Regions from separate parts of the Mus musculus genome. Here all the other regions are linked to region 5. Evidence: chromatin contacts called from public Hi-C, HiChIP or PLAC-seq and promoter capture Hi-C data. All regions are on one chromosome and are shown on one strand. Each heading gives the region's core, a stretch centred on a gene start, on an enhancer-like site or on the middle of the called end of the contact. The rest is flanking DNA. Distances are from core to core; before and after follow the strand shown. Region 1 holds the start of Sos1 (SOS Ras/Rac guanine nucleotide exchange factor 1). Region 2 holds the start of Atl2 (atlastin GTPase 2). Region 3 holds the start of Map4k3 (mitogen-activated protein kinase kinase kinase kinase 3). Region 4 holds the start of Hnrnpll (heterogeneous nuclear ribonucleoprotein L-like). Region 5 holds the start of Strn (striatin, calmodulin binding protein). Region 6 holds the start of Gemin6 (gem nuclear organelle associated protein 6). Region 7 holds the start of Srsf7 (serine and arginine-rich splicing factor 7).

What was found. Promoter capture Hi-C pulls out the DNA fragments that hold promoters and counts their contacts. Hi-C and Micro-C count contacts between places; a contact is called where the count stands out from the background. HiChIP or PLAC-seq counts read pairs in DNA pulled down with a chosen protein or histone mark. Capture Hi-C pulls out chosen DNA fragments and counts their contacts.
Region 1: a contact with region 5 is called in a Hi-C map of muscle stem cells, with 5 times the contacts expected there. The contact joins the promoter of Sos1 here to the promoter of Strn in region 5. A contact is called at or near these places in 1 of 39 promoter capture datasets (pre-B cells), 2 of 484 Hi-C or Micro-C datasets (LSK cells and muscle stem cells), 1 of 115 datasets of contacts at active chromatin or transcription factors (astrocytes) and 2 of 9 other capture datasets (adipose tissue and liver).
Region 2: a contact with region 5 is called in a promoter capture Hi-C map of liver, with 6 times the contacts expected there. The contact joins the promoter of Atl2 here to the promoter of Strn in region 5. A contact is called at or near these places in 3 of 39 promoter capture datasets (cranial neural crest, neutrophils and pre-B cells), 3 of 484 Hi-C or Micro-C datasets (CD4 T cells, embryonic stem cells and erythroblasts), 1 of 115 datasets of contacts at active chromatin or transcription factors (astrocytes) and 2 of 9 other capture datasets (adipose tissue and liver).
Region 3: a contact with region 5 is called in a promoter capture Hi-C map of liver, with 5 times the contacts expected there. The contact joins the promoter of Map4k3 here to the promoter of Strn in region 5. A contact is called at or near these places in 2 of 39 promoter capture datasets (both in liver).
Region 4: a contact with region 5 is called in an H3K27ac HiChIP or PLAC-seq map of regulatory T cell precursor, with 8 times the contacts expected there. The contact joins the promoter of Hnrnpll here to the promoter of Strn in region 5. A contact is called at or near these places in 1 of 39 promoter capture datasets (maxillary cranial neural crest), 5 of 115 datasets of contacts at active chromatin or transcription factors (astrocytes, differentiating embryonic stem cells, large pre-B cells and 2 more) and 1 of 9 other capture datasets (adipose tissue).
Region 6: an H3K27ac HiChIP or PLAC-seq map of microglia shows a contact between it and region 5, with 6 times the contacts expected there. The contact joins the promoter of Gemin6 here to the promoter of Strn in region 5. A contact is called at or near these places in 2 of 39 promoter capture datasets (both in liver), 2 of 484 Hi-C or Micro-C datasets (CD4 T cells and brain), 2 of 115 datasets of contacts at active chromatin or transcription factors (astrocytes and microglia) and 1 of 9 other capture datasets (adipose tissue).
Region 7: a promoter capture Hi-C map of liver shows a contact between it and region 5, with 8 times the contacts expected there. The contact joins the promoter of Srsf7 here to the promoter of Strn in region 5. A contact is called at or near these places in 6 of 39 promoter capture datasets (the HPC-7 cell line, cranial neural crest, hippocampal neurons and 2 more), 4 of 484 Hi-C or Micro-C datasets (B cells, CD4 T cells, brain and 1 more), 2 of 115 datasets of contacts at active chromatin or transcription factors (astrocytes and stem cell-derived neural progenitor cells) and 2 of 9 other capture datasets (adipose tissue and liver).

What each region holds. Positions count from the first base shown.
Region 1 is chr17:80,478,180-80,481,833 of GRCm38.p6, forward strand. It overlaps Sos1 (SOS Ras/Rac guanine nucleotide exchange factor 1), which reads right to left and starts at 2,274. Exons shown (of 22, transcript NM_009231.2): 1 at 1,658-2,274. The coding sequence starts at 1,744.
Region 2 is chr17:79,894,372-79,897,979 of GRCm38.p6, forward strand. It overlaps Atl2 (atlastin GTPase 2), which reads right to left and starts at 1,752. Exons shown (of 13, transcript NM_019717.3): 1 at 1,538-1,752. The coding sequence starts at 1,655. It also overlaps a transcript of Gm41625 not described here.
Region 3 is chr17:80,725,646-80,729,764 of GRCm38.p6, forward strand. It overlaps Map4k3 (mitogen-activated protein kinase kinase kinase kinase 3), which reads right to left and starts at 2,380. Exons shown (of 34, transcript NM_001290345.1): 1 at 2,149-2,380. The coding sequence starts at 2,244. It also overlaps the pseudogene Gm9959.
Region 4 is chr17:80,060,923-80,064,987 of GRCm38.p6, forward strand. Hnrnpll (heterogeneous nuclear ribonucleoprotein L-like) reads right to left here and starts at 1,346. Exons shown (of 13, transcript NM_144802.4): 1 at 735-1,346. The coding sequence starts at 1,070. 4933407O12Rik reads left to right here and starts at 1,300. Exons shown (of 2, transcript XM_006525248.3): 1 at 1,300-1,650; 2 at 1,751-2,540. The coding sequence starts at 1,318. The coding sequence ends at 1,876.
Region 5 is chr17:78,734,025-78,737,986 of GRCm38.p6, forward strand. It overlaps Strn (striatin, calmodulin binding protein), which reads right to left and starts at 2,537. Exons shown (of 18, transcript NM_011500.3): 1 at 2,230-2,537. The coding sequence starts at 2,463.
Region 6 is chr17:80,222,400-80,226,383 of GRCm38.p6, forward strand. It overlaps Gemin6 (gem nuclear organelle associated protein 6), which reads left to right and starts at 2,052. Exons shown (of 3, transcript NM_026053.4): 1 at 2,052-2,271; 2 at 3,222-3,365. The coding sequence starts at 3,241.
Region 7 is chr17:80,204,944-80,208,959 of GRCm38.p6, forward strand. It overlaps Srsf7 (serine and arginine-rich splicing factor 7), which reads right to left and starts at 2,362. Exons shown (of 8, transcript NM_146083.2): 1 at 2,232-2,362; 2 at 905-1,085; 3 at 319-495. The coding sequence starts at 2,259. It also overlaps a transcript of Gemin6 not described here.

The DNA.
Region 1 (3,654 bases), core at 1,024-3,523, 1.7 Mb after region 5:
GGCGTATTTCAGAGTTCGAGGCCAGCCTGGCCTACAGAGTGAGTTCCAGGACAGCCAGGGCTATGCAGAGAAACCCTGTCTCGAAAAAAAGAAACTGGTGACTAATTACATACATTGAAAAACAAAACAAAATCCACAATGCCAGCCACACAAAATAGATTTCAGCAAGGACCACCCAAGTGGCAAGTTAGAGTAGTCTGCCAACTTCTACAATGCTCTGTCTACCATTCTAAAGGAGCCTCGAGTGTTATTTTGGAGGTTTCCTTAGAATAGGAGCTATTGCTTTTAAGCCATATACCTCAAACTGGTTCTATGAGAGCTTTTGTACATATAAATCAATTTTTTGTCTTCATCCTGTCCTGTCAAAATACCAAACTTCTAGCATCATGAGGCATTCTTCTCCAATTCTCCAAGCTAAGCAGGCAATTGTGCAGGTAAAGCCAATGTAGAAATGGACTGAAGTCTCATGGAGTCATTAAGGATGCACAACAAGGTGGTCTCTTTGATTTTCTTAGAAAACATACAGAGGTTTGTAAGTAGGGAGACACTTGAGGATAAAGCGCAGGAACCTAAGTCTGAAAGATAAAAGCAAAGTCTTCCAACAAAGCCAACAGTTTCCACATAACATACCAAGAGGGGAAGGGGAGAACAGGGCAGACGAGAAACTGAAAGGTACTGGCCTCTGGGAGTATGAAATACCTTTCAAGACTTTCTGGTAAAATAGAAAGGCTCTGCATAATGGCACAGTAAACGCCAGGTACTCAGTAGTAACAAAACTGCATTTTAGCAAAGATAGCACGAAAATCATCTGAGCAACAAGAAATGGGAGATTAAATTGTAAAACAATTTCTACAGGTAAGGCAAATGAAAACAAAAACCAATCTGGTTGTTTTAAAATCCATTCAAGCACACCTGTTTCAGATGTCTTAGTACAGTATTTACTATGTCACTAAGTGTTGCTGTAGAAGCTGTTAAAATGTAGCAACATTCACGAATAACTTTAACCACTGGCAAACAAAAATCCAAAATGCCTAACCAAAGGACAGACAGTTGCTTTAGAAGCTTTTAAAATGTAGCAACATTTCCAAATAAAAAGATGCAAAACACCAAACCAAATGACGTTCAAAGATTCTCAGACACTTCAAAAGAACCAATCTGAATACAGTGGCATGTGCATCACCGCTGTAATGGGGGAGGGGGTCAAGAAAACGGGGAGTTATGACTGAGGACGAGCACAGCCGAGCAGGCCATGTTCTTGCTGGCAGGCAACCTCGCAATTACTTAGGCAAGCACTGTGGCCAAGGCACTTTCGAGCCAGTGAGAGTACCGGACTCCTAAAACGAGAGGTTGACCGCAGTTCGGAAGATCGAGAAGGTAGGCAATGGCCTTCGTTGACCTCCACGGAAAACCGAGGCTCCTCCAACCCCCGCCTCCGCGCTTGGATGATCCAGACCAACCCTCCCCGACTGTGTGCGGCCTTCCCACGCACCCCGGGCGAGTGTCAACAGCTGGAGCAGCGGACGCGGGGAACCTCGCAGCCCGAGCAGACCTCCCCGAGATCCGAGACCGGGAAGAAAGACGACAGTGGCGCCCCGCCTCCCCACCCTCGCCCAGCCCCGCGCGGACTGCGGCCGGGAAGCGGGTTCCGCGCCCCTACCTTTTTCAGCGCAGGCACCAGCAGCCCCCGCCACTTGGGCGCGTTCTCCTCGCTGAAAAACTCGTAAGGCAGCTGCTGCGCCTGCATGGTGCCCGCGGGGCGCCTCGGGGCGGGCGGAGGGGCGGCGGCTCGCGGCGCGGAGAAGGGCCACAGCCCGTGCACGGCCCGGCCCCCTCGGGGCGCCGCGCGGCCCGGCTAGCGCTGGCGAGGAGTCTGGGGGGCGAGGCCCGCGGCCGGACACCCACCCGACACGCGCGCCGCTCGCCGAGAGCCAACGCAACCCGGCGGCGGCGGCGGCGGCATCCCGCACCACCGCCCCGGGGCAGGCCCCCCGCTCCGCCCCGGGCCGCCCTCCGCCGGGGCTGCGCTCCCCGGCACGGCCTGGCCCGCCGAGAGACGGCGCGTGGATGGACGCTCCGGCCGGTGGCGCCCGCTCGCCAGCGGGGAACTCAAGCGAGAGGCCCAGAACGGGACGAAGCGGGAGCAGGGGTCGGTGGGGAACGGGGAGGGCCCGAGGTCGCTGCCGGGGAATCCGGCCGCTTGGCCGTCGCCGCCGCTGCTGCTACCGCTGCCGCTGCCGCCGCCGGTGTAGCGCCGGAGCTTCCTACTAGCAAACTGAACCTGCTCGCAACTGAGCATGCGCCGCTGGCCCGGGCCGGTTCGCTCCGGGTTTTCCGGCTGCCCGCGGATGAGGAGGGGTGCGCGCCAGAGGCTGGGGAGGGCACTCGCAGAGGCGGGGCTGAAGGACCCTGAAGGCGAACCCGCGACCCGAGAACCTGGGTGTGGGGGCCTGCGAGCAGGCGAAGCGCCCCTTTTGTGTGGTCCCACAGCCCGGGAGCCCATCCAGCTCTAGGAGATCCTAGGCCCTGTGTTTCAGAAAAGGGGTGTGTGTACTTTGTTCCCAGCACGAAGATAAGGAGTGCCCCGAGCATGCACTGTATACTAAACAGATTGCACAAAAGATAGATCCCTCTCACAAAAACAAAACAAAACAAAACAAAAAAAAAAAAAAAACAAAAGGCCCGACTGCTCAGTGTTTGTCTAGTGGGAGGAGAGATTGCCTGTTTCCATCTGCCTTTCCATGCCATGAGGACGTAACGCATACGTGTAGTATTTATTGATCATGTGTCTATTCAAACCCACAAGCTTTTATTTATGGATTTAGTCCATCCTGCTTGGGATCTTTCATAGCTTCAACTGGATAATTAGCTTCTGGAAGGGAGGGATTTCCCCCCAGCCCTCACCTCGCCTTGGTACAGGACCCAGGATAGAGATATGAAAATCACAGAATGCTATAAAAGCAGTATCTATGAATTGTCCGTCCATCCTAAGGATGGACTTGCTTCCTGTAGTGGCACTGTGCAACGCTGTGGCACATGTGCTCTATCATTGAACGCTTTCTTAGTAAAACGTCTTAGTTTTCAGTTTTCATTTCATAGATGAGAAGACAGTTGGAAGAACCATGCTGTTTTGTAGTACAATAAACAAGATCTCACAGATGAAAAATGTTTGAAACCACCATCTTTTAGACTACCTCTTAGGATCTGAATGAAATCTACAAGCCTTTCCTTTTATAATACATGTACAGATTTGCATCTTAAAAAAAAAGAAGTCCCCCTCATTTTGAACGTGTTCAGTAATAGTTTGAAGTCCATCCATTAACCATCAGAGTAGTAAGACAACAGCAGACCTGCTGGTGGGAGGGCTCAGCCAGGAAAGAGCAGGTGCAGCCAAGACTGGGAACCCAAGTTCTGTCTTAGATACCCAAACGCTGGGAGCAGAAAAACTGACTCCCAGAAGTTCGTCTGATCTCTACACATGGCCAATGGCAGGTGCACCACACACAAGATAAATATAATTTTTTAAAGAGAAAGGCAGAGGAATTATAGCTTAGGAAGGACTTAGAAAAGGAATTTCAGAGAACAACTGATATATCAGTTATTTTCAACAACTGGTTTGTGTGGTCTTAAGTGACTGAACCAAATCAACTATTATAG
Region 2 (3,608 bases), core at 502-3,001, 1.2 Mb after region 5:
AGTGTCCAATAGCATAAAACATGCTCTTACCCATGACTGAATCAAACTTATGCTTTTCCTATTGCATACATCAAGTATGTTGACACTACATCTCAAACTGTTCTCACACACACACACACACACACACACACACACGGATTCCAAAACAAATCAGCCACCTAAGGTTTTTAAAAAGCCTCTCTGGAAGTATTTCCAAGGGCAGAGGGCTACCACTGTAAACAGTTCTGACAAGAGTTTGTAGTTGACAGGTTAACAAACCTCATTTCTTTTTCTCGTTCGAAAATTCTAAGTTATCCTCACCTCTGACATATGTCCAAGAGCTACCATAAATGGTGAAATGTAAATTAAAGTTTTCTATAAAGTGTCTGTGGTAAATATTTAATCAAAATGTTTTAAATTTTATCCAGTAAAGCCTTTATCAGATTGTGGAAAAGGAAATACAAAAGCGATCTCATACCCGGTGTGTTTACTCTACGCTTATCTTGACCTCAGGTATCTAACCCTAAGCCCTTACGATTTCTAAGCCTTTGAAAAACTTTTCCGCCTTTAACCATCGCAACTCTCAATAAGGACTTCGTGCGTTCAATTCGCACCACGGTGAAAGATCAAATGCTACACTCCTAAAAATAGGGGTGCTGTGAGTGAGAGCAACACACAACACCGCGCTGCCAACGCAACTGCGTCTTCGACGGGGTAGGGGCGCCATGTACACACACATACAGTAGGAGCTCACATTCAGCAAAACCCAGGAACGACGGGATCAGGTGACTTCAAACCAGACACTCTCAGCCTGAAGCGAATGACTCGCAGCCCCAGGGCTCCTAACCCCAGTCTGACAACCGGAGCCAACACTTGCAACCCTGGCCAATCCACGCACAACTCGTGCGAATGGGTTCGGCGGAGCCAAGAGCTGGTGAAGCTGAAGCTGAGCCCGGGCCCCAGCCCTGGCCTGCGGACTGCGGCTCCCATCGGGAAGGAAGGGTGTGTGAGTGTGTGTGGTGTGTGTGTGGAGAGAGCTCTGCGACCTGGCAGCCAGGTGCCAGCGGTTCCCGCGTCCACCGCCACCGCGGGGCCCAGCGCGTCCCGCTCGTCCCTCCCTTCCCGGCCCGCGTCAGGCACCCAGGGCAGTGAGTGCCCGCCGGGTGACCGATCCCGTACCGCCCGCCGACCTCCGCGCGTCCCGGCCCCGTGGCCCCGGCTCAAGGCCGCCCCCTTGGGTCGGGGCGGACACCGCGGCGGCCACGCGGCGGCGGCGGGCAGGGGGCCGGGCTGCCCGTTCCCCCGGCAGCTGGGAGAGCCGAGGCCCGCGGGCCGCCCTCTCAGGCCGCGCGGCGGAGCGTGGGGCGCGGCTGCCGCTAGGCCCTGCGAGCGAGCGAACGAGCGTGCGAGCGAACGGGCGGCCGCGGCGGCCAGAGCCGAGCCGAGCCCAGCCAGCCGCGGTCTTCGACCCCAGCGGGCGACCGGTGCCCGCCAGCCCGAACGGCCGCAGCCTCCCCGACTCCCGGCCCCCCGTGGCCTCGGCCCCTCCGGCCCGTACCTAGGGAGGTCGTAGACGAGACGTGGTTAACTCCGACGCTCGAGTCGCTGGTCTGTCGCCGGCGCCTCAGCCCCTGCTGCGGCTGCTGCCTTCGCGCTGCCTCGTCCCCCTCCGCCATCTTGTACCGATTTAAAATTAACTCCCCACTGACGTCAAACGCCGCCGCCGCTTTATCAACCTCCCGGGAGCCGGCGGGGCGGCCTGCGGGTCCTAGCGCCGCCCTCTGACTTGCGCGGCCCAGACACGCCCAGCCACGCCCATCAGCGCCCTCGCTCCTCCTCCGCCCGGGCCAACCTGCCGCGGAGCTCCGCAGCTCTCAGACTTCTAAGGAAGAGTTGGGGAACCCCCACTGCGGCCGGCGCCATCCCGTCCCTACCTTCCCGCTCTCGGGGCCACACCCCCTTGCCGCAGGGCGGAGAAGGCATCTCCAGTCCCTCCTTTCCCAATTCTCTTCGCATCTCTAACGTTGACTCTGCACGTGAGGTTACATTCGCATCCTTTCCCTCCTAGCTTTCTTACCCCCAGCCCTCTTCCCTGCGAAGCCAGTGCCTGGCTTCTCCTGATATCTTGGCCCTACACAGAAAGGTTTTCTCTTTCCACCACTATCCTACAATTTGTTTGCATTGGCTCCCCATCGCCTTCTGAGGCTACTTTACCCTCTCAACTATGCATATCTGAAACCCAAAAAAATACCGCTCTGATCAGAGAAGGAATTCTAATACATCCTCTCCTAACTGTGATGAACCTTCTTCTGGGGATCCACTGGCATCATGTAGAAAGTTCGAGAAACTTTATAACAGATACGTCAACCTGTGGAGGCAGCTGTGGAACACAGTTCTTAGTCTCATGAATTTGTACCACAACCATGGCTGCAGGAGAAAATCCTTTTCTCTTGAAAAAGTGGGAGCCCAGGTGTCCAAATGATTGTCTTACCCCAACCTCTTAAGCCTATACTTTGCAACCTTTAATTCCACAAAACCTCTAGAAAAAAACCGTTAGTGTCATCAAACTTTGGAGGGCATCATTCCAGATGGGCTTTGGTTGAACTGTCTGGGGATTAAGTCACCTGTTCTCTATCTTTGGAGACACAGATTGTGAGTTCCTTCTGCACTAACTCTGTGTGCTGCTCCCATGTTTCCTGAGCAACCTAGTAAGGGACTTGCTTGATAGTAGGTGTGCTTGCTTGCTTGCTTTTCTTTTCTTTCCTTTCCTTTTCTTTTCTTTTCTTTTCTTTTCTTTTCTTTTTTCTTCTCTTTTTGTTTGGTGGTGGTGGTTTTTCAAGACATAGTTTCTCTGTATAAACCTCTGTATAAGCCTTGGCTATCCTGGAACCCATTTTACAGACAAGGCTGGCCTCAAATTCACAGAGCTTGCCTACCCCTGCCTCTTGAGCGCTGGGATTAAAGGCATGGACCCCCACGCCTGACCTTAGATTTTCTTTCATAATCTCTCTCTGTGATAACTATTGGAGATTGTACACTCCGCGGTGTGCAGGTGCTTGGGCATGAAAGAAGATGTCAAGATGAGGATTTTTGCCTTCAAAGACCAAAATCCCATTTATTGTCAGTGGTTACATGACACTGAGCACACCCTATCAGATATCCTGGGAAAGTTAGTCATTCCCAAAGCTGTGCTGCTGGCCAACTGGTCTTCAGAGGGGGTTCTACTCGCAGACACTGGCATCTCATCAGCTCTGCTACAGCACCCCAGATAGAGCCACACCTCCTGGATCCAGTGAATATAGAGAAACCTAACTCAGGTCGTCACAGAATGAACACTGACCCACGGTCAAATCCAAGTTTAAAAAGCCACCTTCATTATAGTTACCTCTCTTCTATTCAAACCAAAGAGACACATTCCAGACTTCTTTCTCCTCTTTCCACCCAACAAATCTTCTATTGTCATTGTGACTGCTGGATCTCTCCCTAACTCACTTCCTCTCCAGCACCACCCTAGCCTGTATCTTCATTCAACCTCCTATCTCCCCCACTCCCCTGTAACAAAGTATTTCCCTTCTCCTGTAGACTCTTCACCCAGCCGAAGGTTTGAGTTTTGTTTTGTTTTGTTTTTT
Region 3 (4,119 bases), core at 1,130-3,629, 2.0 Mb after region 5:
AACTGCTCTCTCCCTCCACTACAACCTGGACATCATGATAGGAAACCTTTTAAAGTCCGAATATTCATGTGCGTGCACGTGTGTGTGTGTGTGTGTGTGTGTGTGTGTGTGTGTGAGTAACATGTCATCTAACACCTGTAGAGGCCAGAGGACAACTCTGAAGTTGATATCCTCATTACACTTTTCGTGTGTTCTGTAGATCTAACTCAAGCAAGCCTGAGCCTCAGCCCAGAAGTCCAAATCTAAATTGGATGCAGTCATGCATGTCTACACCTCCACTCAGGGGACACAGGTGGAGGATTATGACTTTCGGGTCAGCCTGAGATACACAGCAAAATCCTGTATACCAAAAAAATACAACCAAAAGGAAAGAAAGAAATGGGGCCTGGAAAGACAGCTCAGCAGCTGTGAGCACCGGCTGTTCTTCCATGACTCCAACTTGGTTCCCAGCACCCATGTCAGACAGCTCTCAACTGCCTGCAACTTCAGCTCCAAGAGATCTGATGCCCTCTTCTGGCCTCCAGGGACATCTCTGTGTGAACACACACACACACACACACACACACACACACACACACACACTTTTAAAAACGAAAGGGAAAATCCTTATCTAATTTCACCTCCCTGGCAGGACTCCCCTAAGTCCCACAGCTAGAAGGTCTATAGGAACCAGGGTCCACATCCAGGATCCCTGTGGCTGCTCAGGTTCCGTCTTTCTCAGCTTCACACTGGTGTCTGTGGCCTTCGGATCATGACCCCTCTACGTGGCTTCGTCCCCTCTCACCATTGCCCTGAGCAAGGCCTTATCATCTTCCAGATCTTGGCTAGAAGCTGCCAGACTGGAGGGGGGACAAACCCAGCCCTCTTGTTCTGTGCTAGCAACCTTTGCCAGACCCTTGACGTCCTCTCTACACAGAATACGACTGGAATGAAGTGAAACTCTGCTGTTTAATGCTGTTCTTGTCCAGGAAAAAAAAAAAAAAAGACTTCAAATAAATCTGGGTCCATTCCTGTCTTTAGTTCATCAACACGTGGCTGCTAAGTTATACACTGGAGTTATGCTCCACACACCTTTGTCAACAGAGGAAAGTGTGGTGCTATGTGATCATTCACAAAAGCCAAGCAGATCACTCACAAAAGACCTGAGGTATTGGCTAACTTACCTTATGCGTTCCATTGAGGCAAGAATAAAAAGCCCATTGCTTTAGCGTGGGCAAAAATAAAGTGAAAACTAAACTTTCCAAGTCATACTCTGGGCATCCTCAGGTGTTCTGGAAAACAGGAGCCCAACTTCAGTTACCATGTAAGTAGATAGGCAACTAAATCAAGACTGCTGCCACCTTTGGCACTATCCGCCTCCCTTCTTGGCAGACTCCGCGAGGCCAAGAGTTTTACTGGCCAGGGAAGAACGATTTATCCTCCCACATTTAGAAGCGATCCCTCTGCAACAGAAACGCTGTCCTGCTAAGGAGCTCTGAATTCTAACCTTGTCAAACCAATACTCTTCCTAGATACTCGACTCTCACACACACACAAGAAAGAAAAAGAAAAGGAAAAATATCTGATTCCTATGTGTCACTGACAAAAACAAACCCCATTATCCAATTCTTTTTGGAGGAAAAAAAAAAAACCTCGAAGTTGCTGTCTTGCCTCCAAAAACCCATCTCTTTTTACAAAACATGACTACTTGGAAAATTACAAGGAACTGACAAGCAGATGTTAAGAGGCTAAAGGCTAAAGCACGGGCAGATGTTAAGAGGCTAAAGGCTAAGCTGTCGATGGAGGCTGCCCAGCGTTAGGACAGATCCAGCAGGCCCGGGCGGACAGTAGCTCCCAGCCACCGGGGCCTATGATCCCAGGTCCCGGAGAGGCACGTAGGTTTGTCAAGCGCCAAGCCCCAGCACCGGGGTTCGTCACACAGACCCTGCCCAGGCAACAAGCGCCCAGCCCCGCTCCGCCCTCCCAGGAACGCAGCGGCTCCGGCCGCAGCCCTTCCCGGGACTGCACGCAGGAGAGCCTGGGAGGGTCAGAGACCCGCGCGTCCCGGGCACAGCTCCGGCGAGGACGCCGAGGGCTGAGGTCCCCACGCCTGCCTCTTTGTTCCGTCCCCCGCGGCGCAGGCCCCGGCTCGGCCGCCCCTGCCCTCACCTTGTAGACGTCGCCGTAGGTGCCGCTGCCGATGCGCTGGATCAGCTCGAAGTCCTCCTGCGGGTTCCGGCGGGACAGATCGAAGCCCGGGTTCATGGCGGGCCCCGGGTGCCCCCCACCTCCCTCCCGGCCCGGGGAGGGGGGGCGCTCACGGGGGCCGCACGGAGGGAGCGCCCGCGGCCGGCCCGGCTCCGCCGCCGGTCACAATCGCCCGGCTGCACGCCGCGGCCGCCGCCGACCACGACGAGCCGCCCGGCGTCCCCGCCCCCCGCCGCCGCGCCGAGCCGGGTCACACCCACCAGGAGAGGAGCGCGCCCGCAGCCCCTCGCTCGGGGTGCAGTTCCAACATGGCTTCCGCCCGCCGCTCCGCTCCGCCCGCCCGCACGCCCTCCCTCCGGTTCCCGGCCCCGCTCGCCACTGCGCAGCCGCCATCCCGGAGGCCGCGCGCTCCCGGCGGGCCCTGCGCGCCCCCGGCTCGCGCGCCCGGTCGGGACACGCCGGACGCGCCAGACTCCGGGTAACAAAGTTGGACTCGCTGCTTGTGGTCCCAGCCCCAGCCCCAGCAGGTAGTAGTTGCCACGCACAAGACGGTATTCCCCAACTTTCTAAGAGCAAGTACATCCGAGAGCCCCGACCCTTTCTTCTAGGTTTAGGGGAGGAGGTCCCCATCAGAAAGGTGAGAAAGACCCTCGGGGGACAGTGACACTTGGGCTCTTGGGGTTGGCTTGACAGGGGTGCAGAGAGAACAAGGGGCGGGGAGAAATCCGTGGAGGGAGTGGGCGGGAAGCAGTGCAGAACCAAAGCCGTGATTGACCTCTGTCCAGGGAGAAGGCTGGATTTTTCAAAGCCCGGGGCGGGGACTACGCAAGCTGTCTGACAACCCTGAGACGAGGGTGGTTGCAGAGGGTGTGGCCTGGACAGGGATCTATTCCCACACCTGAAATGTAAACACGTGACCATCCGGAAGCTACGTAGCCGCGACATTACCTGCCCAGAGCTCCACCCAGCATAAGATCCAGATAACCAGCATTACGTCCAGACTGCTAAAAGTTAGCTAAGAAAGGACTTAGGCAGTGGAAGGGTCAATGTTGAGTTCTTAGTAAACTTAACTACTACCCATTTCCAAAAGCTGTAGCGAGGTCCACTCTGGCGCTCTGTTGGATATTTTGCTTTAAAAATGCTTTTCTAATCTCTTTAGGGACCTAAAGACTAATGTGCCTTAATGTCCAATTCCTTCTCAGAAACTTGGTCTCATCAAACCTTAAAACCTTTCTATCATGTTACTTACAGTAAACTTACCTATTGACTAAATTCCCAAATTGTGTGCTCCAAACCATACGTGGAGTCATCCAAGCACTTTAGTTATCCCAAAGCATCAGATTGTGACAGGGTTGCAATTCTGCCCCAGGAGTGCACGTCACAGGATTAATTGAGGATAAACCTTAAGGCTGTGCTATCCTGAGCTCCTCGGGACGAGGCATGGTTTTCCCCGCTTCCTCCCGGTGGAAGGCACTTGCAGGGGCTGAGGAGCAGGCCTGCCTTCTGCCTGTGCTGTGGGCGGAGAACTGTTTGTCTTCTTTAGGCTAAACAGGCAGATAATTCTGGATTCAGATAAGGAAATGGAAGTCTCTCAAAGCAGGACCTGCTCTGCTTGCTTTCTCTGCCCTTTTGTGCTTTAAAAAAAAAAAAAAAAAAAAAAAGCCAAGTTTCCAGGACTGAAAGCCATTCGGCTTGCACCAGAAAGTTCTAATGGTTTCACTGTTTTGTTTGCTGGGATTATCATCTCTGCAGATAACCGAGTGTTTGCATCACTAATAGGCTTCTTTCAAAGGGAAAAGACATTTCAGTGGGGTTGGAACAGGCTTTCAAGTTTTGTTTGTTCCATTTTGGCAAGGCTTAACTACTTCTTCTCCTTTTTTTTTTTCCCCAGAGAGACAGATTTTCTTGTAAGGGCTCGATTTGCCACATGGG
Region 4 (4,065 bases), core at 96-2,595, 1.3 Mb after region 5:
GACTCGAGGAATGTGTGACTGAATTCCCACAGCTCTGCATTCATTTCCTTCTGTGGGGGACAAACTTGAAGTACATTATGAATGAAGAACTCTCGTCATCTGAACGCCTTTTATTTGACAGCAGGGACAGACACACACACACACACTTAGATCACCGGCCCACTCATTTCTGTAACAAGAAAACTTATCTTGGCCATTGCCTGGCCTGAATGAACCCCATGCCCACAAAGCCTTTTCTATAGAAAGATATTAAACTAGCGAGGGCTAAACTACGGGGAGAGCACGAGGGCGCAATTTGTCATTGCATCGCGGTTCCCACGGAGACGAGGCCACGAGAGCCTTCCCGTTATGGTTGCCCAGCGTGAGGATGATGCGGGTCGGGGAGGCCGGGTCCCCAGCACAGCCTCGGAGCCGGAGTTGCTCAACTAACAAAGAGCGGATCCCGCCGAGGGCGCGCGGCGCAGCCTCCCGGAGCGGAAGCGACACCCGCCCGCCCCCGCCGCCCCCACCCCGCTACCCTCCCCAAGTTCAGGGCCCGGACTCCGGGAGGCCCGGCACCCCAAGCCCACCCAAAGCCGGCATTCGGGATTCGGGGATCGTGGGCAATAAAGGAAAGAATCAGTCCGAGTCGCCAGCTACGCGCTCGGCGTGCACGCAGCGGCAAAGGCGGCCAGGCCGAACCCCCGCCGCCGGGCCCTGCTGGAGGGACGCGGCGCGGCGCCGCGCTTTGTTACCGTGGACAGGGGCATGCTCCGAGGGCCACCGCCGCTGCCACCTTCGTCGCCGCCGCTCCCTCCCTCATCGCCGTCGCCTTCGTCGCCTTCTTCTCCACCTTCGCCTTCCTCGCCGTCGCCGCCGCCGCCGCTGCCTCCGTCTCCGTCGCCTCCGTCGCCGCCGCCGCTGTCGCTATCGCTCCCCGCCTGAGGCGTCGCTTCCTGGCGATTCTCGCTCTCCTCGGCCGAGTAGACGATCTCTCCCTCCTCGGTCTTGAGGCGCTTGGCCTGGCTCTCGAACTCCCGGTCCTCCTCGTACGTCTCCTCCTTGGGGGAGGAGGAGGAGGAGGAGGACATGGCGGCGGCGGTGGAGACGGCGCGGGAGACGGGCCTCAGATGTCGCTGATCGGTCCCCGCCGCGGGCTGCGCCTCCTCGGCGCGGGTCTGAGCTGGCCCGGCGTCCTCCGCGGCGCGCTCCAGGAGCCCGTGACTGAGAAGGGAGCGCGGGCTGAGGGGACGCTTCCCTTTATCTCTCAGCCAGCCTCCAGCCTCTCCCTCCGCCAGCTTCGCGGCTCCCAGCCCCGGGGGGGACGCGAAAGTAAGGATGGGGCCGGGCCGTGGCTTCCGGTCTTCCCTCCTCCCTGATCCGCTCCCCGCCGCTCAGGCGGAGCCTCCACCCCGCCTTGACTGCCGCCGGGCGGGATGGGATCCAGGGCCCGAGAGTTTCCGCCCCCTTGCCGAACTTCCGCCTCCTATTGGAAGAGCGAAAGTCGATCTGGCTTCCAATTGGCTGGAAGAACTGCTCGTCAGAATCCCAGCCTGGACTCTCGCTGGGCTCCGGTCGGGACCGTGCAACGCCCGCTGCGCGCGGTTCCGCAGCGGTTGCAGCCCCGTGGCGGTTAGCGCTGTTAGGCCCTGGCCGCCGCTGAGATACCGGGTGAATGTGAGGAGCCGGCGATGCGTTCGGCAGAGTCGGGGCTGTGGGTGTTAACCGCCTTCCCGCTAATTTGAATGCTTTTCTTCTTCATTTTAAAAAGATGAGGGAGACCTGGAGAATCTTTAAAAAGATGAGGGAAACCTGGAGAATCTCCGCGCACCTAACCACACACAGCCCCCGAAAGCGCGTGGACTCTGCGCCACTAACTAAACAGAACAACCGTTAGCTGTTACTGACTGTGGCGAGCCAGCGAGATGATGCACACAGGTCTGCGCAGGGCATAGGTGACCTGCAAACCGGACCTATTGCTGCAGACATACCTATCCAAGTCCCTGCTGCAGTTACATATTCTCAACCTTCCTCTAAAACCCCTATTCTCACTGTTCTGAATGATCGTCTTCATTTTCCAAAATAGGAAACTCTCACAATCCTGTTCGTTTCCAGCCCACAACTCACTTCCTCTGTGAAGCCTAAAGACTGTTTTAAGGTTTTTAGCTGTTTCTATTTGCAAAAGGCCTTTGAATAACTAAAGGTGTTGTTTTAAAACAAAACAAAACTGGACGTGCTTAAGGGCAGGTACTGTGTTCATTTTTATAATCTAGTTCCAGTACAGTTCACCCCAACCCAATCCACCCCCGAATGGATTTCAGTGACCAACTTACTGGGTTGAAATTATGGTGTCTAGCTAGCAAGAAACCCACCGCGCCCTAAGTGCCCTGTTACTTTAAGCCTTGGAAAACTAAGATTCGTTCTGCGCACTTGTTTTGAACCTCTTCCTTTCCCAGTTGTGGGTTGTTCCCTCCTCTAGCCTGTTTTTTTTCCCCCAAAGGCATTTCTTCCCCCAGAAAGATGTGTGATCGTTCTTTTAACATATGTTGCTTTCTCCTTTATACTTTGCGTCGCTTGTCATTTTAGAATCCTAAGGAATCTAAGCGTTTCTGCAAACTGTACCACTGTGTGTGAGAGAGAGAGAGAGGCCGCTTGCAGAACTGAAAATTAGAAATATGTCTTTAAAATTAAGATAAGACTGACGTGTACCGAAGAAATATCAAAGAAGGAATTGCAGAGCTGGGGACAGATAAGGAAACGTCCTGAGCGAGAGCAACTGCATCCGCAGTCAGAAAAACACTGCACCAGTTTTGCCCAAAAGTTTTTGTCTGAGTCAGATGCTCCATACAAATTGACAGTGCAAAAGTTTCTGTGCAAGAAAGTTCAGGTACAAAAGTTTTAAAAGCTAAGATCTAAAAGGCGTAGGTTTAGGGCTGGAGAGGTGGCTCAGCAGAGGCGGTGCAGCCCTCAGGGAAGCATAGGAGCTTCCCGGTGCTCTTCCTAGGGATCCGATGCTCTCCCTTCTGACACCTTCATAGTCACCATGTCACTGAGCAGTGTTCTGCAGGGACTGTCAAGATGGCCGCACCTGTCAAAATGGTGGCATCAGTTAAAACAAAGTGGGTGGGGGGAAAAAGCACCAATCACTGAGCAGGAAAACCAGCCAATCCCTGAACTCCCTAAGATCAAGACTTGAAATCCTACCAATCCTGACTCTGGAAGTCTCCACCCTCCTAAGAAATCCTCTATGTGCCTGCCTTTTGTCCAATCCCCGGCTGTCCTCTCCCCAGGAGCAAAGAGGGCAGCCACCTCTGGACTCCTCTCTCCTCCCCCTGGATTCGACCTTCCAATAAATGTCTTTTATGAGATGTGCTTCCTGCTATGACTCTTTCATCGGAAGAGGGCAAGAAACAAGAGAACAAGGGAAGGATGCAAAGAAGCAGAGTGTGGCTGGCTGGGACTCCTGAGCCCCTCAGGTCAGCACGGGAGATGCTTCTCTAAGAGCTGCACTGCCTCTGCTGACTTCCTCTCAGCTGTGTGGTTCCTGAGCTCCTGTTTCTAGGGATGCCCTTTCACTGGGCTGCCTTCTCCCCTCAGAGCTGTGTGGTTCCTGGTCTATCTGAGCAGGAAGGCCAACACACCACGCATCCATGTTGTACACAGACATACATCCAGGCAAAACACAGATAAAATAAATGAATACATCTAAAAAATAAGTTTAAAAGCCTAGTTATCTTTAGCCTTTCTGTCCTTATTTATGTATGTATGTGAATATGTAGGTATTTATTTTGTAGGAGCCTTAACTGGCCTGTAACTTTGTAGTTCAGTCCCTGCCTCCCTAGTCCTGGGATTAAAGCAAGCAGTACTAGTCCTCTCTTTGCCCATTTTATAGTAGTTTCAGTATCAAAGACCAGGAAAGAAGGATAAATTAATTATAGCTTGTTTGCCAGAGAAATTTTCTTCTGGTGAAGTGTATAGTTCCCAACATATTTTTATTTCAAATCGTGGAGAGCTGGAAATGAAGCCACTGGCATGTGGTGGGCCCTGGGCTTGAGTGCCCAGACTACATTTTTTTTTTTTTTTAAT
Region 5 (3,962 bases), core at 1,287-3,786:
CATAAATCAAAAGATTTTAAAATTAAGTAGTGTCCTTATCGTAAAGAAAAATATGAAACTTACCTGAAGTTAATTTGGATGTGTGTATAAAAATTAAAGACTAGTTAAATGTACACATAAATTGTAAACTCTAAGCCTCAGAGAATAGAATGAATGAACATAGGCTAGTCTGTAGATCCTCATACATCTACACATAGGAAGGCAAACTTTTTTTTTTTTTTTTTTTTGGTTTTTTTGAGACAGGGTTTCTCTGTGTAGCCCTGGCTGTCCTGGAACTCACTTTGTAGACCAGGCTGGCCTCGAACTCAGAAATTCGCCTGCCTCTGCCTCCCAAGTGCTGGGATTAAAGGCATGCGCCACCATGCGCGGCTCAGGCAAACATTATTTTATTGCTTGTTTTTAACCAGATTAGAGTCATTTGTTTTATAGTCCCTAAACTATAAAATATGCTAAAATTTAAACAGAAACAAACAAAAATCACTTGCAGCAACCATGCATGGAGTTAGCTCTCATGCAGTAGTCCCTTGGACCTGAACTCCATAAGCACATTTACAGAATGCGTTGCCAGTAACGACAGGTAAATGTCTGACCATTTCTGCGTACTCTCAAGTCACTGGGTTGAGTACAAGATCAGTCACCACAGGAAGACTTACAAATATCAAATAGACTCATACCTAACAGTAGGGATGAGAAAGTCAGCAAAGAATACAAGCCATGTAACTGCAGAAACGTAAGAAACCATACAGGCCACTACCTGACTTCATTCAATTGCCCTACCCACCGCCCCGAAGTTGGTTACACTCCTGTATTCCTAAGTTTCATCGGAGATAGACATAACCGTGGGCTAGTTCACACAGCTCTATCCACTGACTGTCCGCCTTCTCATTAAAACAGAAACTCCATGAGGGGGGCAGGTTTCGTTAATCGGAGTCTGGATACACAAGGCAGGCATTCACTGAGCCCTGAACCTGTGCTGAATAAGTAAGGGTTGAAACTGAAGCCCAGAGAGGTCACAGAATCCCCTCAAGGTCACAGAGCCGGACTCAAGCCCAGCCTTTATCAGAGACTTATTTACCATAACCTTGCCTGTTTGCTCCTTCTGTGGCCACATCAATCTCTCAAAGCAGTACGCTTCTACAAGCGAGTCTCTTCAGTGTTTCTTTCTCTTCATATTTTGTGCCAAAAAAAAAAAAAACCACCAAAAACCAAAAAAGAAACACACTTCGAGTGCTTCGCAAACAAACTAAAACTGTACTCAAATTTCATAAGCATACAGATTTAGCCCATAAAACAGAGAGGCACAATTCACAGCTCTTTGAGTTCCTCTGGAAATTAGTGTATGTGTTGGAAGTTTTATAAACAGTCACAGTAAACCTACTTACCAACTCAGAGTGACCAGTGAGTTACCAACCTTTCATGCTTCTCTGGCGCACAAGAGCTCCTCTCAGATAAGCATGCTTTATCTGGCAGGTTATGCAAGGGGGCAACGTAGCCCTGAAGCCCCTTTAGTTCCTTTTAAGCTCTGGACATACAAATCAACTCTTGGGAAGTTTGAGATTCTGTGAAAAGATGTCCCACCTCTGCCCATTTTCTGACTCCCATCAATCAAATCCTTCACTGAAACCTATGAGTCTAACCCAAACGCGAATGCGGGATGGGGTCAAAGGGCAGACAGGGAAACATTTTCAGACATAAAACTGGAGCTGACACTGCTAGTAACATCAGTTTCTCGAGGAAAGCCAAGGCCTCACTGATACAACTTGTGTTGCTTTCTCTGGTCACCTTCCTTGCAGAGTGAGCGATAGACAACTGCCAAACCCTTCTGCGAGGAACGTCTCTAGACCTAGGGTGCGTCAGGTTGAGCCAGGATGATCTGCTCGGAGTCTCTCAAAACTACTGTCAACCCAATCAGTAAACCGAAAGGGACAGACAACCCCAAAATGTGGCATGGCAAACCAGTAGGAATAAGCACCGGAGTTGAGAGTGGGGAAAACAGCCGCCGGGAGGGTAAATGGATCAGAAGGAGTGGGAAAACAGGCTCAAGGAAGTGGGATCAGCAAAAAAAAGTCAAAGGTGACTGGAGGAAGGGGGATGAGATTCTGGAAGTGATGGGCGCAAGGCAAGGGGGAGGGGGCGCGAGCGGGCTGGGGGAGGGGGCGAAGGGTCTGGGGCGGGGCTGAAGAGAGAGAAGAGGCGGGATGAGGACCGCCAGGCCGGGAGGGTCTTTACCTGCAGCTCCGCCCGCTCCACCTCCCACTGGGCTCTCTCCACCTCGAAGCGGGCCCATTCGTGCTGCAGGAAGTGCAAGATCCCCGGGAGGCTGTACTGAGCTCGGGCCGCCCCCGCCGCAGCCGCTCCGTCTCCGGCCGCTGCAGCCTCCGCCAGAGGCCCGAGCCCCTTAGCACCGCCAGCTCCCGGGTGGTTGTTGCTGAAGAAGACGCCGGGCCCCGCCTGCTCGTCCATGGCGGCCGCACGAACCCCGGGGAGCTCTCTGCCTAGGCGCCCAGCAGCGGCGGCAAACTGCGGCGGCCAGCTCTGCCTCCTCCCTCCGCCGCTCCCCGCCCACACCCCAGTCAGCAGGGAGCAGCCGCCCGGGCGCGGGGGCCGGGCGAGCCCGTGACGGGCCGGGAAGTGGGTCAACTGCGGCCCGCGGGGCTTGCCGGGAAATGTAGTCCCGGGGCGTGGCGAACCCCGCTTGCCTGTAGGCCTGCGCCTCTCGGAGGCCGGACCGAAGCCACGCCCTTTCCTCGCCACGCCCTCCCCTGACGGCTCCGCGGGTTTCCTCTTCGGCAGTGCGGCCAGCCGATGCCCCTCGGGTCGCGCCGCCGCAGGCTCCCTTCATGCGGAAGTTCGCGAGCGGCGCTCCCTGTTGCATATTCGCACGCGGAAGTTATCACGCCAAGTACCAGCCCTAGCTCCACTTAGTTTAGGGCTTCCTGGTCGTTTTGTTAAGAAATAGGCGCTGGGCAAGCCATCCGGTCGTCTGCCCCCTCGTCGCCCTTTTCGGGGTTCATCAAAGCCTCGACACCCCTGGACCACGGCTTGCCATCGAGCCTACCATTCATCCCCAGAGGGGCTCAGTGCTTGTTAACAGACCAGTTTTCCCTTAGGAGGAGGAACTCTGGTCTTCTCTCTTTCTGCTAAGGTTCGACATTTGCCATGAGGGCTTTTTCTAATTTCCAGTTTAACACTTGGTCTGAAATATTAGTATTAAAAGTCCCTTTCTCTGTGCTAATCCTGCTTGTAAATTCTGCCAAAGTTTTAGATCTCCAGTAATAAAGAAGTGCTGCCTGTCCAATCTCATTTTTCCCCCCATCTTTGCGGCAGTTTTCACTCAATTCGCTTGAACAAGTATTTTATTGTCAGTAATATTCCGTGCCAGGAATATAAAGATAGATGTCACAGTTCTTGTCATCAAAAGGAGGTTGACATACATATAGAGTCACAGAGCCCTAAGGGCTACAATCAGAAGGAACAAAGTCCCTTTTTGCTCTATTGCACTCCTGAACCCGGGAACCTCCCCTTCCCACTTGTCGCTTTCCTAATTTCTTGGGCAATTGATCTTTACACCAAAGGCACACTAAAATCCTTTCCTTCTAAGTGGTTTGCCAGTGTTTTCCCTCTCTGAGTACCCTGATAACTATTATCATTATAAATTTACACTACACCAACTGGAGAAAGGAATGTGCCTGAAGAACATTTAAGAAATGAAAACGAAATTAAGTAATTATTTATCTGTCACTCCAACAAAAAAAAATTGTAATTTTGTTTTGATCTGGTGGACATGAAAAAAGAAAAAAAGAGAGTCAAGATACAAGCTGATGAGTGACTTGCAAGGGAAGGGCATCCTGTCCCTGTCCTCTCTGTTCCCTGGTCTTCCCATGGCAACTTGTGAAAAGGACAGGAAACACATTGTCTCTGCTCGGGTTGCAAAGAGCGATGGCAAAGCCCTCTGCTCAGTT
Region 6 (3,984 bases), core at 802-3,301, 1.5 Mb after region 5:
CTCCTGGGAGTTTGACATTTTTGTATGCAGTCATGTGGGAAATCCCGGCTCTCTAAAGAACAGCCAGTGCTCCTAGCCACTGAACCATCTCTTTCCAGCCCCTTAATGTATTCTTTTTCTAGATCGGATTTTTTTGTTTCCTTCTGTGTGTGTGTAGGGCAACCTCAGGTGTCATTTTCAGGAAATACACCCACATTCTTTGAGACAGTGTCTCTTTGGTTCAGGATTTTACAATTAGACTAGTGAGCCCCACGGGTCCTTCTGATTCCACTTCCCAGCCATGAAATTGCAAATGAGCCATACCGGGCTTTTTTTTTTTTTTTTAATGGAGCCATTCCTAGCATTCATCAATATAATCTTGATGACTACTAAGCATATACATAAAGAAGAGACATTTCAATTGGCTGGTACTAATTGAGTGAATTAGAAAAGCTAGAAGCCGGGTGATGGTGGCGCACACCTTTAATCCCAGCACTTGGAAGGCAGAGGCAGGCAGATTTCTGAGTTCGAGGCCAGCCTGGTCTACAGAGTGAGTTCCAGGACAGCCAGGGCTACACAGAGAAACCCTGTCTCGAATTTAAAAAAAAAAAAAAAAAGCTAGAATAGTTTAAATATCTTGTATCTAGTTGCAACTGATTTTTAAATTTTTTTAATTTTTTTTTTTTTTTTTTTTTTGTAGCAGGGCTGGCCTAGAACTCACTATGTAGACTAATTGATCCCAAACTCCCTGCCTACCTCTGCTTTCCACAAGCTTGGATTAAAGTCCTATGCACCACATGTGGCCCAAATGCAACTTAAATTTCTGATAATTTGGACAGAGTAGGGACATGTCCTTGTTTCAAAAGGGGAAGAAAACATAAGCCAAACAGGTTTGCAGTAAAGAATGAAACTTAAAATGCAACTGAACAGTTGTCACAAATCAGTTGTAGATTTTTATTCTGTAGTTTTAAAGGTCAAACATTTTCTCCCACACTCTTAATAACTTGGAATTTACATTAGCTCTTGTAGCTTTATAGAGGGTTTTAACTGATAAACTCTAACTTAATCCATGAAATCTCATTAATATGAAGTCAATCATTCAATAAATGAAGGTTTTGGGAAGGATTATTTGATATGGAATTTCAAGTAGTAATTTTAAAAAACCGATTCATATTTAATGTTTCTGCTGCTTGGCTTGACAATCTTTTTTTTTTTTTTTTTTTTTTTTTTGAGACAGGGTTTCTCTGTGTAGCTCAGGCTGTCCTGGAACTCACTTTATAGACCAGGCTGGCCTCGAACTCAGAAATTCGCCTGCCTCTGCCTCCCGAGTGCTGGGATTAAAGGCGTGCGCCACCACGCCCACCTCTGGCTTGACAATTTTATAGCTCAGTTTTTGTTCATCGCCCTTGGTGGGTTTTTTTGTTGTAGTTGTTGTCTTGGCGGGGGAGAGGGTTGTTTTTTTCTCTTTTCAGTATAGGCAGAATCTTAGCATTTACTGCCTTGCACCACTTTTCAGTATCACAGTCTCGAAGATTCTGCAGTATGTCAGAGCCCAGTCAGCTACGTGCCCAGAAATCTGAAGCAGAAACAACATAATCCAGTGCTGCTTGGGAGGCAGAGGCAGGCGAAGTCTACAGAGTGAGTTCCAGGACAGCTAGGGCTACACAGAGAAACCCTGTCTCGAAAAAAAAAAAAAAAAAAAAATCCAGTGCTGATCTTCCCAACTTCACCACTGTTCTTGAGATTTACTGAGAACACGTCCCCAAAGGTGCACGCATTTTAACCGGCTCCAAAACGAGCTAGACCAGAATTCATGCCATTCACCTCGGCTTTTAGAGCCTTAAGGTTTACCCAGAGAGCTTTGTGTTGAATTCAGGGCAAAATCGCATTTTCATACCCCACTTAAAAAGCTTTGAGGTACGAACATTTTCCTCTTACAAAGATTTCTTGAGACGTTCACGGTGGCCAGGAGAACTCAAGTTCCCTTGGACACAACCTGCAGTGCAAGAACGGAGGCAAAGGACTACAGGATGGAGGATTCTGGGGGAAGGAAATGACGTCAGGAGCAAAGCATGCTGGGCTCAGGCGGGCCGACTCAAGCCCGCTCGGCGGCGTGTGAGCTAAGTAGAAATATAGCCAGGGTCTCTGCGGCGTTTCCCTGAGTCGTGCAGAGTTCTGGGTATGGCGGCCTCTGGACAGGACCTGGTGTTGGAGCTCTAGAGCTTCGCTAACGGGTCCTCAGCGCTTTACGAGAAAATTGGCGCAAAGCCCGTGGAGAGTCATCTAGAAAGAGTAGGTGGGAATCCGAGAACTCCGCATCAGTTATGTCTGTCAGGGGTTTAGGGCGAAATCCTTTTATCTAAGGAAAGCGGAACGGAAGTGGCTGCTTCTTCTTTTTTCTAAAAAAGATTTCTTTATTGTATATGAGCACACCACTGCTTTCTTCAGACACACCAGAAGAGGACATCGGATTCCATTACCGATGGTTTTGAGCTACCATGTGGTTGCTGGGAATTGACCTCCCAGTCGGTGCTCTTAACCGCTGAGCCATCTCTCCAGCCCCGAAGAGTTTGAGTTATCTACGGGCCAGGTTCAAAGCCAGGTTGAAAGCGGTATCCGGAATTGGGAGCAGAGGGTGGGACTAGACATGCCACAGGAGTTTTAAGAATTGTACCTGTGGCCATTCACTATTACCATCAGTCTGAATTATAAATACCCCTTCCCAGATATACTAAACAAAACATTCTCAAGAATTCTCCAAAGATAGTATCAGTTTCTTATACCCCAGATGGGCGTTTTGCTTGTTCTTCTGAGATCTGAGACGGCACACTATGTTACCAGGCTGGTCTCAGCACTACTAGTAGGTAGGGACTGTAGGTGTGAGTTAAGACTGGCTCTATGTATCAGTGCTTACTTGCATTAAGAAACTCGTTATTTTCAGGCAAATTACAGACTGCCTACAGAATGGCGATCATTAAGACATTTGCTTGGGCTGGTGAGATGGCTCAGTGGGTAAGAGCACTGACTGCTATTCCAAAGGTTCAGAGTTCAAATCCCAGCAACCACATGGTGGCTCACAACCATCCGTAAAAAGATCTGACTCCCTCTTCTGGATTGTCTGAAGACAGCTACAGTGTACTTACATATAATAAATAAATGAATCTTTAAAAATATTTTTAAAAAAAGACATTTGCTTGTGTGGAATATCCATAGTGATTAACCCAAATTGATAATGGTTCTAGATCTGGGCAACTGGTAACCATGAGCGAATGGATGAAGAAAAGCCCCTTAGAATGGGAAGATTACGTTTATAAAGAAGTGAGAGTGATAGCCTGTGAGAAGGAGTATAAAGGATGGCTTCTAACCACAGATCCAGTCTCTGCCAAGTGAGTATGCAACTTAATTTTGTGAAATGACAATCCTATGTACTGGCCCCGGATATCCAAGCTGAGAAGGCAGATCAATCAAAGACTGGTCATTCACACATAATAATTGCTTTTGAGCCTAACTGCTGCTGTTTTAACTATGGGATGCTGTAGCAAACTAAACATAGTTATAGGAATAGAAAAGAGAAATTCTCCCCTCTTCTAATTCTCCTTCCAGAGGGTCTCCTGTAGCCAAGGTTGGCCTTATTTGGCTATATAGTTGAAGATGATATTAAACTTCTGATTCATCTACTTCTACTTCTGAATGCTAGGACACCACACCCAACTTTATTTATTTTTTTAAAATAAGTCTCATATAACTCAGACTGGCCTCAAATTCATTATGTAGCTGAGGATAAACACGAATCCCTGATCCTCTTATCTCCACCATATCCAATTGTCAGGACTTGTCTCAAAAGGTAAAAAAAAAAAAAAAAAAAGGACTGAAGGTACATAGATGTCAAGGGGAAAAATGCCCATGCTGTTTATTGGAAAATTTTATATTTATTGAAGTACTAAGTAGTTTGTTTGTTTGTTTGTTTGTTTGTTTTTTGAGACAGGGTTTCTGTGTAGTCCTGGC
Region 7 (4,016 bases), core at 1,112-3,611, 1.5 Mb after region 5:
TCGAGGGGATCTGGCCTCTTATGCTGATCACCTCAAGGTCTAGGAGGATCTTAATTGTCGGATTTGCAAGGCGCCTCAGCATGATATCATAAGGCTCGTGACATTCTGAATCAAGGCGACTGACTCAAACGAAGAAACCTGAAAGGTTTTGACCAGGTTGATTATTAATATAGTAACATTTTTAATTAAACAAAAATTGTAAAATACACCTGTACAATTAACATTCAAGTTTATAGAAAAACACTAGTTTCTGCCTTGCTAATAAAAGAATTACTTTGATTAACTAGAATACCAACCATTCCTTCATTAATTAAATACCTGCTTCTTCTTCGTCGGCTATAGCGATGACAGTCATAAGCATAATGTCCCTTTTCACCACACTCATAGCATCTATCATTAGGATCAAAGGGACGACGGGCAGGTGGCCTATCAAAACGAGATCTCCGAGGCATGCCTGTTGATAGTTCAACCCTCACTCGAGAACCACAAATCACTCTACAAAACATAAGAAAATGCTAATGTTAGAATACACATGTGACTTCTAGATTTAAAAATATCAACTGCTATGTATATAAAGAAAATATCTAATAAAAATTAATTTATTAAAAAAATGTCAACTGCTCATTCTCTCTACACGGTTAGTCTTTTGTTTACAAAACCCCGCCAATTCCACCTTTAGTCCTAAATCTTAAGTTATCCAGTGCCTGAAGGGTAAGGCATGTGAGAGGCTGACAGAATGAGGGCTCCAACCACCACCGGAGCTATATGGTGAGTTCCAGGTCAACATAGGCCAGAGACACTATCAAAAATAAGGTCCACCCCCAGAGAGTCTATGATTAGCACCGAGATTACTTATCCAGCCCGAGGGAATATTTTAAAGAAATTTGAAAAACAACCCACTTACTTCCCATCCAATCCTCGAACTGCATCCTCTGCATCTCTAGGGTCTTCAAATTCCACAAAGGCGAATCCTGGAGGATTTCTGGCAATCCACACAGTTCTTAAGGGCCCATAGTAACTGAATGCCCTTTCTAACTCTCCTTTACCAGCACCAGTTCCCAGGTTACCAACATATACCTTGGTTTCTGTTTAAAAAATGTAAACAGAACAAATGTTATTCAACGTGTGATAGGGAATTCATTTCTTTAAAACAGACCATCCTTAAAGAGCTGTGCAACGTACACGTTTTGTTTTGGAGACTCTGAGCCAGCTAAGTGATCTACTCGGAGCCACCCTACAACTATGTTAGCTATACATCGCTCAAACGACTCTCAGGCCTCAACCTCCCTGAGGCAGCTAGTGCACCACCAGGTCTGGCTCCCTTTATTTAGAGGTCTTCACCAAGTACTAAATCTTACAGCGTGAAAGACTGGAAAGCCAGACCTGCGACCAAGTTCTGGCGCTCTTATAGGAAGGAAACCCTGGGAGACTGCAGCGGGAGCATGGTAGACTTGAGGCGTGCGGGGTGGAGGTGGGGCCCGGCTCGGGCCCGCCCCGCCCCCCGAGTCCCCGCAGCCTCGGGCACAACAGCGCGCGGGCTCCGGCGGCCCGGCCTGCGGAGAGGTCTACAGCGAGGATCAGGGCCGAGCCAGTTCCCGGCTTCCACAGCAGGCGCAGGCTCACCCGAGTCCCCGCCCCAGAGCCAGAAGCCACGCTCGAAACGGCGAAGGAAAAAAAAAGAGAGAGAAAAAAAGCCGTCGCCGCTTGCAGCGGTCTTCCCCTCGCGCTACTCCTCATGCCGACCAATTGTTGGACGACGCGCAGCTCGCAGCTGCCGGTTTCGTTCCGTCTCCAGCCCAACCCGAATCTTAACGCCCATCATCACTCCCCGGCTCCAGTGGCGGGAAAGCGCTGAGGAAATGCGCCACCACGGTCATCAATGTGCTCAAAATGGCAGCCGCCGCCGCCGCCGAGGGCGGGGGGTGGGGTGGTGGAGGCGGGCGGCAGCGCGGAGAAATGGCCAACGCCACCACGGCGACCCCGCCAGGCTTCGGCCTGTCCAGGAGAGACCAAAAGGCGCCAAGCGCCCGGGCCCTAAGCGGCACACATGCCCTCCAGTCCCGCTCGCCCTCCTCCTCCCCGCCCCCGCGGCCTCGGGCTTCGTACAGCGTGCGCAGGAGCCGCCATTACGCACGCGGAATAACCGTCTCTAACCGCCGCGCCGCCCCTGCGGCCCCGCTCTGCTCGGTCGGCGGGCAGCACCGTCCTCCCCTGGGGCCCTGGCCGCTTACCTCCTCCATACCGCCCGTAGCGTGACATGATGGCCGGCCCGTGTACTCGGCTCTAGCTTGGAATGCTCACAGCGCGAGTAGCACGGAAGCGGCTGCGCAACCTCCTCTGCCTGCAATCCCGGCGGCACTACAAGGAAGAGGCCGGAGTCGCGCTTATATAGGCGGCGGGCGGGGATTCTTTTTTTCTGCGCATGCGTTGTGTCAACGTTCTGCGCGGCACAAAGAAGCTGGGCGGAAACAGCCTAGAGGCGGGGCGGAGGGAACTTAGAGCGAGACTCTGCGAGCGGAGCGGAGGGATACGTTTCCATGGGAACGCCGGGATCTTGCCCATAAACCTGTGGCCTTCCGGCGGTCTCCTGCTCCCTCCCCTCCCCTTCCCCTTTCCTGAACCCTGTGGGTCCTCCTAACCTCTCCCAACCCTTTTACCTCTTCATTTTAATCTAGGAACTGACAGCGACCGTAACCTAAGTACAGGTACACTAGACCGTTCTGTGAAAGTCCGTAAAATTTAACCGCTGCTGTCCCGGTCGCCACCTTTGGGGTACCTGGCCTAGTCTGTGTTCAGTGATCTTTAAGGCTCAACAGAGGTAATTAAACTAAGACCAGTGTGAAAATAACCCTTACTCCACAGTTATGTCTAATGGTTATTGCATCACGGGCCTCAAAAGGGATGACTTCCCCCGGGGAGTCTGCATAATACCTCTCCTTTTTGCACTGAGTCACTAATTTGTTAGTTTGATCTGAGTACTTGGGGGTTTGCTGAAACAAAGGGATAGGGTTGTGGAGAAGGGGTTCTGGCAATGTTAAAGTTGTGGCAAAACTGTAAAAGTTTGCAAGCATACTGAGCCGAGACAATTCTTGCATCTGAAGCACAAATTTATTTTTCCCTTCTAGTGCTTTGGATTTTTTAAAAGTTGTGTGTGAATTTTTACTTAAAACCTTACAGCTCAGCCACTCAATACGTATCAGTCTCCCTGAGTTGCTTAAAATCTGCCTTTGAATTCTGCATTTGCCAAAATTCAACTCTAAAAAGAGAGCTAAGTTCTTTTTTTTTTAAGATTTATTTATTTATTATATGTGAGTACACTGTAGCTGACTTCAGACACTCCAGAAGAGGGAGTCAGATCTCATTACCGGTGGTTGTGAGCCACCATATGGTTGCAGGGATTTGAACTCATCATTTGAACTCAGGGATGACCTTAGGAAGAGCAGTCAGTGTTCTTACCCACTGAGCCATCTCACCAGCCCAAGTTCTTTTTATCAACCAGCAAAAAACAAACAAACCAAAAAAAACAAAAAACAAAAAACAAAAAACATTACATCGTAACTACTTGGAATACTCAAGGGTTGGAAATTTTACACATAAAAGAGGAAGTTCCTAGGTACGTGTATTTCATCTCCGTTTTCATTTGCTGTGTGTGGATTCAGGTGTGGAGTGCTTTCTCTAAAGGAGTCCTTCTTGGTCAATAAAGCATGAGACTCTTTTAAAAAAAAAAAAAAGATTCATTTGTTATTTATACGAGTACACCGTGGCTGTCTTCAGACACACCAGAAGAGGGCATCAGATACCTTATAGATGGTTGTGAGTCACCATGTGGTTGCTGGGAATTGAACTCAGGACCTCTGGAAGAGCAGTCAGTGCTCTTAACTGCTGAGCCATATCTCTAGCCCCTCCCCCCCTTTTTAAAAGCAAAGACTCTTAAGTACTACTAATTTATATGTATGTTGATTTTCAAATATTTAAAATTATAGTGTCTCAACAAAAATCTCTGGCAAGAAAATAGA